2 separate regions of the Anas platyrhynchos genome follow, and region 2 is linked to region 1. The links are chromatin contacts, called in public Hi-C maps. All regions are on one chromosome and are shown on one strand. The core of a region is the stretch at or near the end of the contact, and the rest is flanking DNA. Distances in the headings are between cores, read along the strand shown. Region 1 holds the start of GADD45G (growth arrest and DNA damage inducible gamma). Region 2 has its middle 200 kb from the start of DIRAS2.

Region 1 (3,534 bases), core at 1,012-3,511:
TTCTGAGATGCAGTATTTGGAGAAAAAGGTTGCTGGGTGAGGACAATAGGGCTGACCAGGTGGAGGACTGGAACAGGAAGAGAAGTTCTGATGGTTTTGAAAAGATTTCGGGTTGGAGGTGCTCCACCTATACTGAAAGGAGAAGTAGTATCTCTTGGTGAAAAGCATCTTTCAGATGGGAACTCCAGGCATGCAGCAGGGGCCAGGAAAGCACCAGACAGGCTGAAGTGTCCCACGTCTGGGACAGCTGCTACCTTGCTAGCTTGCTTTTTCCAGTGCAGAAGTCTGGATTCTCCTCTCCCTTAGGCAGAAGTGATGTCTGTGTCTGCTGCTTTTTGCTTGGCAGTATGTTACTATCTTACTCACTTAACTGTGACAAAATCATGTGTATTACCAGCAAAACAAGGGTGTAATCTATCTGCTGTCGTGTCTGCTATTTCCTGCTATGTTACATTGCCTTTGCCGTAATTGAATACATTATTATTTCCCTGATACTCTGCACCTGACTTTTTATAAGATTAGGAGGCTGTTTTCCCGTTTGCTGTTTTAAGGGCTTTCTTCATCGAAGAAATACTGATTTGTTTTGTTTTGTTTTGTTTGTTTGTTTTCTTTTTCCCCTAAGCTTTCTCCAGAAACATTAAGGGGATGAGATCAGGCACTGAATCTAGGCGTCATATGCCTTTGGGCTGGCGATTATTTTTTGTAGAAGTAGTATTTTACAAGTCCACCAGAGGTCAGAGTTTTACTTTGAATGCAGCATCACGTTTGTCTGAGAGGTGTTTGTTCATGTGCTGTAGCTGCCGGTAAAAAACCCAAGAGCTTTAGGCTAGCTTTTTTTTTTTTTTTTTTTTCTTTTTTCTTGCTATGGAAGTGGCACTGGCATTATACCGGTGCTGTCAAATTTAATGTCAAAATCCACGTATTCTTGGCAGTAGGACTGCCAAGTGATATTCCCACCCTGATCTGCAGGATGGCTTCCAGCACTCAGCAGCTGATCCAGCAGAGAACTGGTGCCTCTCAGCTTCCCATCAAATGCACAGACCATACTGGGCTGCATTTGCAGGAGTGAATTTTGGTGCTTAGCATTGGGCTTGTAAGTGCACTGGGGACACTGACATCCACCTGAGCGTGCTCAAGTGTCCTAGGGCAATGGGGGGTGTAACTTCCACTGCCAGAGCAAAACATTCAGCATGCTTACTTGGGTGTTCGTGGGCAGCAATGCTAAAAAGTGAATAAGATGGAGTTCTTTTTTTTCCTATATATTAAAGACATGGGAGGCAAAGACCAAGTAAGTGAGTAGTGGAGCATGATGTCCACTGAAGCTGGAGTTTGCTCTGCAGACAGCAGAGTCCGAGGAGCTGGCTGCTTCAAAACCGGAGGAAAGAGAGGGACGGGACCAGGGGCAGGCACAGCTCCTTCCTGCACCCCCGGGGCTGCTCGGGAGGCCTGATGTTGGCATCCTGGTTTGAAACGAGCTGGACCAGGCGTCTGGTCATGCCCTGTGGCCTTTGGCACCGTCTGTGCCAGGAGAGACGGGATGACGGCGCGATGTGAGCGCTGCCGTGAGGGGAAGCCCTGACGCCAAGGCTTTTGGGCAAGACGTGGAGGCCTACGCGTGGAAGGGCCGCTGCGCCCATAGGCCTGCATGTGTGGGGTTGTGACTTTGGTGCTCACACGTGTTAACCTTCTGCATCCGCTACAGGCTGCTGGGCCTGATTTCTGCCCGTTTCAAGCCCCTTTGCTTTGCACCGTGAGGGGACGGGCGCTGAACCCACAGCCGGGCAGCGGGGCACCGCTGGGCTCCCCACACGCCTCACGGCGCCCGGGTGCCTGCAGCGGCTGCTGGGCTCGCTGTGTCCCGCTGTGCTGCGTTACTGGGGGCTACATGGGGGGGCGCTCAGTGTGTTATGCGGCAGGGAGCTGCTTTTACACGCCAAGGGCCCGGCTGCTCGGCCGCCTCCTCACACACCCGTGCGCGCTCCCGCTGCCGCTCCCCTCCCCCCCCGCCATTTTCCCCCCCCCTTCCCGGCCGCGCGCGGGCTTCCCCGCCCGGCGCGTGCCCCCGCCGCCCCTCCCCCGCCCCACGTGTCCTGCCGGCACGAGCCGCCCGCTCCCCCCCCCTCCCCTCCCCTCCCTCCCTCCCTCCTAGGCGCGCGCCCATTAGCATGACAAAAGCCCCCTCCCCCTTCCCCGCCGCCGGCCAATGGGAGCGCGGCACCCGCCGGCAGCTGCCGGCGCCGCGGCGGCGCGGGGCTATAAATAGGGGCGGGCGGCGGGCGGGCGGCGCAGAGCCGCTCGGATCGGCGGGTGGCGAGGAGCGGAGCGGAGCCCAGCACAGCGAGGCTCGGTGCCGGCTGGGAGCGATCGGCGCCGCCGCGGCTTGTCCTTATCCACCCGCTGCTATGACTCTGGAGGAGACCCACGGACAGGAGCCAGTGCCCGCGGGCAGCGACTGGTAGGTAGCGGCGGCGGCGGGGCGGCGGTTGGGCGGCCGTTGCGGCGGTTGGGCGGCGGTGAGGCCGTTGGCGCCGCGCTGACTGACCGTGCCCGTCTCCCCCTTCGCAGGATGCAGGGCGCCGGCAAGGCCCTCCACGAGCTGCTGGTGTCGGCGCAGCGCCGCGGCTGCCTCACGGCAGGCGTCTACGAGTCGGCCAAGCTGATGAATGTGTAAGTAGGGCGGCGGGGGCCGGGCTGGGCTTGGCGGGGGGCTGCAGCACGGTCCGCAGAGCCTAACCTCGCCTCGCCTCTTGCAGCGATCCCGACAATGTGGCTTTCTGCGTGCTGGCGGCCGATGAGGAGGACGAGGGGGATATCGCCCTGCAGATCCACTTCACCCTCATCCAGGCCTTCTGCTGTGAGAACGACATCGATATCGTGCGGGTCAACGATGTGACCAAGCTGGCAGCAGTCGTAGGGCCCAGCGAGGAGGATGGGGAACCGCGGGACCTCCACTGCATCCTCATCACGGTGGGTGTCCCCGGGTGGCGAGGGGCTGGGGGGGGGCTCTCTGCGCTGCTGCTTGCAGCACAGCCTCTGCACAGGGTGGCCACGCTGCCTGCAGGTGGCTGGATCCTCTTCTGGGCAGAGAAAGGGGACTTGGCACACGTGCCTGAGAGCCAATCTGCTGAGTAGTAGTAGGCTACGTTTCTCGTAACTGTGGATTTCCTCTGCCCGCAAGGGTGACAGCTCTGCTTCCTGCTTTCCCCGTGCTGGGACAGAAGCTATCTGAAAATACCTCACTTACTAAGTCAATGCTTCTGTAAATAATGTCATGACTTCAGCTGGCAGGCAGTTCTCATGGTGTGCAACTTTTTTTTTCCCTCTTGCAGAACCCAAATGAGGATGGCTGGAAGGACCCAGCTCTAGAAAAGCTGAACTTCTTTTGTGAAGAGAGCCGAAATGTCAATGACTGGGTGCCAACTATCACCCTGCCCGAGTGATGGTGACCCAGCGCACCGGGGAGGCTGAAACCTTTGTTGCATTCTCAACGTGGTGTTGGTTCACCGAAGTGTGCAACAAGCTGCTGATTCCATG
Region 2 (3,269 bases), core at 51-2,550, 210 kb after region 1:
GATTTAATTTATTGTTCAATGGAATGAATGCTACTGTGCAGCGACAGCTGGTGCACTGAATGACTGAATCACAACAATAATACCCAGAGAGGTTTGCACATCAGGCTGTCTCAGGGGAGCACAGAGAGGAGGCTCTTGAAGAAAGCAGGCTCCCTGCTCTCTCTGCTAGCAGGGGCCTGGCTCATTTCTCAAAGTAAACCACCATACATCTTTTAAAAAAGTGAAATTTGCAAGTGACAGAGTGGAGTGGACTTTCCCTCTAGTTTTAATTTTGTTTCCTTCCAGTGGGTGTTCCAGCCTCTCCCTGAATTGCTCAGCCTTCAGAACCAGTTAATACAAGCAGGTGGAATTAGTGCACGTTTCCAGCTGCAGGGTGGTCAGCCTGCTTATGTTCTAAGTGCCTCCTGTTAAGGACATTTTTACTACTTAACTGCTGGATTATTTGTGTACCATCTCATGTCACAGAGGTCGCTATTGTTCTCTGTACAAACTGCAAAAGGTGTAATCCTGGATATATGTTTTTATGATGTATAACTGTTTCTACATCACTGTAATGGCAATTCACACTTGACATCTGCTTAAATTCTTCTAAGTTTATTTTTAAATAGAGTTAGAGTCATTGCAAAACTGGAAATCTGAGCTGCGACTTGCGTTACCTTTCTTTCTGTGTGGATGTGGGTAGAGTATATGCTGTATGTTTAAAAGCAAAATTGATAAAACGATCCCAATGCCCTCATTTTGCATAAGTAGGCCTTATTTCTGTGGAGGTAGGCAAGTGTATGCCTGATTTAGAGGTGGTGCAGAGGACTGGGATAATGAACCCAAATTGCTATATTGTTCCAGAACGGCCAAGTAGTTCGTGTCTTATAAGTTGCTGTATACTTTTTGAGGAGGCATCCATGCCTCCATTCCTCCATTTCCCCAAACTAAGAATTTATCATCCTGCCCATTTTGTCCTACATTCCCTGCTCACCAACCTTTCCCTACATCCCTCCCAGTTTGCTGAGCTGAGAAGCTGCATCCCTACCATTCCTCTGGGGATCTTGAACCCCATGGCACTTTACCCAGGCATCTCATTGGTCTGCAGCAGGTATGACAGCAAGGCAGTGAGGCTTGCAAAGACACCTACAGCTGCAGGCATTATTGAACGTGAGTGACTGGCAATGCCGTTTCAATTTTTTTTATTTTTTTTTCTGCTGTGTTAACACATGGGACAAATGCAGTGTACTTGTTCTGACCTGTGATGAAGCAACATCCCGTCCCTGATTCATGGACTTCTGCAGAAAGATAAAAGCTGGGGCTGTTGCACTGCAGCCAGTACAACTGGATCTTGATATCAGACTGATGCCAGTAGGAGGCACATATAGCCTTATACTACAGTCCTTCCTCTCTCTTGACTTTAGAATCGCTGTGTCCTTTTGCCTCCCATAGGCTGTGCTGGATAAATAAAAACATGCAGGTGGGTGTTTAGGTGGCAGCAGACAGTGTGTTGAACAATGAAAACGTGAGCTTCATTTTGATCACCACCAAGTAACTTTTGGGAACTGTATCAGGGAGGCAGGGCAATCCAGAGCACCTACACCAAGTCGATTGCACGTTTGGTGGAAATTTTTGCTTGCAAATTATTTTAGGTATTTTTGAGAAGTTTGTATGGACACCAAACATCTAATATAACTTTGGGGGCTGCATGATAATTATCTCACTCTATACTCTGCTTTAACATTTAGGAAACTTTGATATTTCAAACAATAGAGTTTCTTTCTCTTGTTTGGTGTCAGAAAGACACTATATTGTTTTCAGTTTTCAACTGGTGGGAGAACTGTATTGTTAACAGGAGCAGCACTTTGTTGCTTGCTTCTGCCTGAAAAAGTTGAGACATGCTTTTAGGTAGCCACAGAAACCTTCCTCAAAATGAACTGGAATAATTCAGGACCTCTCCCCCCTCGTCTGCCAGCTGTATTTTGCTTGCCTAAAGAAAATTCTTCCTTCTGTTTTGGACTTTCATGTTATAAAACATACAGGCACAAAATACGTCTCATTTACCCATCTCAGAACCCACAGGAACTGACTGGAATTGCAGAAATTTGGTTCATTACGGAATCAACAGTTCTAAAGAGTCAGTAGAGAAGAACCATCATACAAGCTATGTCATGATGCCCGTAGCATAACTTCTGAAAGGCAGTGATTTTACTTTCACTCATGCTAATGTAATTGACAGAAAAAGTTTTTTTCTTTTAATATGAAAAGAAAATTAATCTTTTGACTTCTGCATATTTTTTGTCATTCTGTGAACAAATGATGTAATTTTTTTGACAAAGAGCTGTGATCATTTGCCTCATGTGCACATTTCTCCTTCCAAACTACAAAAAGCACTGCTCTAGGTATTGCAGTTATTGCTGAAAGAAAATGCTGAAGTTCCTGGACTATCATCTATTTATTCAGTGCTTCTGATTGCTTGGGTACTTTTAAGTGAATATTGAAATGACTTTAGGGGAGGAACATTTTCTGCCCAGCTAACCCTGCACTGATGTGCGTCATGTAGATGTCTTAGAAGAATGCATTTAATGGTATTGGCTCTTCCATCTGAGATACATTCTTTTTCTCTACCTTCTTTTGCATTAAATCCTTCTCCTATATTGCATAGCTGAATAACCTGATCACAATACTTAGAAGTTACACAAAAGTATGGAAAGGTGAAAAACTGAAGATGAACATCTAACAAAAAATATTTCAGGTGAGGGTATACAATAACTTGTGCCAGGAATTGTATTGCAGAGGACCGGTAATTTAGTGTATGATCTGTATCTACACATTTTAATGGAAGAATCAGAAAAATAAATATTATAGAAACAGTTCTGTGTGTGAGTGTTTTTGTTTTTCCTACATATCAGTGAGCAGAGTGTGATACTAATTTTGGGAATCATTTTCAGGTTGACCCCTTCAGCAGACATATAGGGTGAGGCACCAGTTGCCTTCTTCAAACCTCCTTGGAAGCATCTCCGAAAAAACAAAGTGATGTGTGTGGGGGCAATATGCTGGTGGTAAAAGTCAGGAATGCTGTTCAAGGTGCACACAGCAATACCAGGCCATGCCTGTTCCTGATGCTGTTAGGGTCTACCAGCTGCTTTTCAGCCTGAGTGAGTTTTACCCATGACAGGGTGTTGTCACTCTGGCAGGCCCTGGCCCTGGCCTTGCCCTCCCTGCTGTAGGTCATAGGTGACAGGTACTGAGAAAGAAGCCCTCTGTACCCTTCACTGAAGTGTCTTGGG

The links. Hi-C and Micro-C count contacts between places; a contact is called where the count stands out from the background.
Region 2: a Hi-C map of F1 follicle shows a contact between it and region 1, with 10 times the contacts expected there. The contact joins the enhancer-like site here to the promoter of GADD45G in region 1. A contact is called at or near these places in 7 of 8 Hi-C or Micro-C datasets (F1 follicle, F5 follicle, liver and 3 more).

What each region holds. Positions count from the first base shown.
Region 1 is chrZ:48,211,790-48,215,323 of IASCAAS_PekinDuck_T2T, forward strand. GADD45G (growth arrest and DNA damage inducible gamma) reads left to right here and starts at 2,262. Exons shown (of 4, transcript XM_027446775.3): 1 at 2,262-2,455; 2 at 2,566-2,667; 3 at 2,754-2,967; 4 at 3,330-3,534. The coding sequence starts at 2,403. The coding sequence ends at 3,440.
Region 2 is chrZ:48,423,966-48,427,234 of IASCAAS_PekinDuck_T2T, forward strand. No RefSeq gene overlaps it. Among named protein-coding and RNA genes, the nearest start is that of DIRAS2, 200 kb to the right of the region's middle. Within about 2 kb of position 1,301, at least 2 of the 8 cell types and tissues checked have an H3K27ac peak or open chromatin away from gene starts, as enhancers often do. A contact at or near this core is called in F1 follicle, where this site is marked.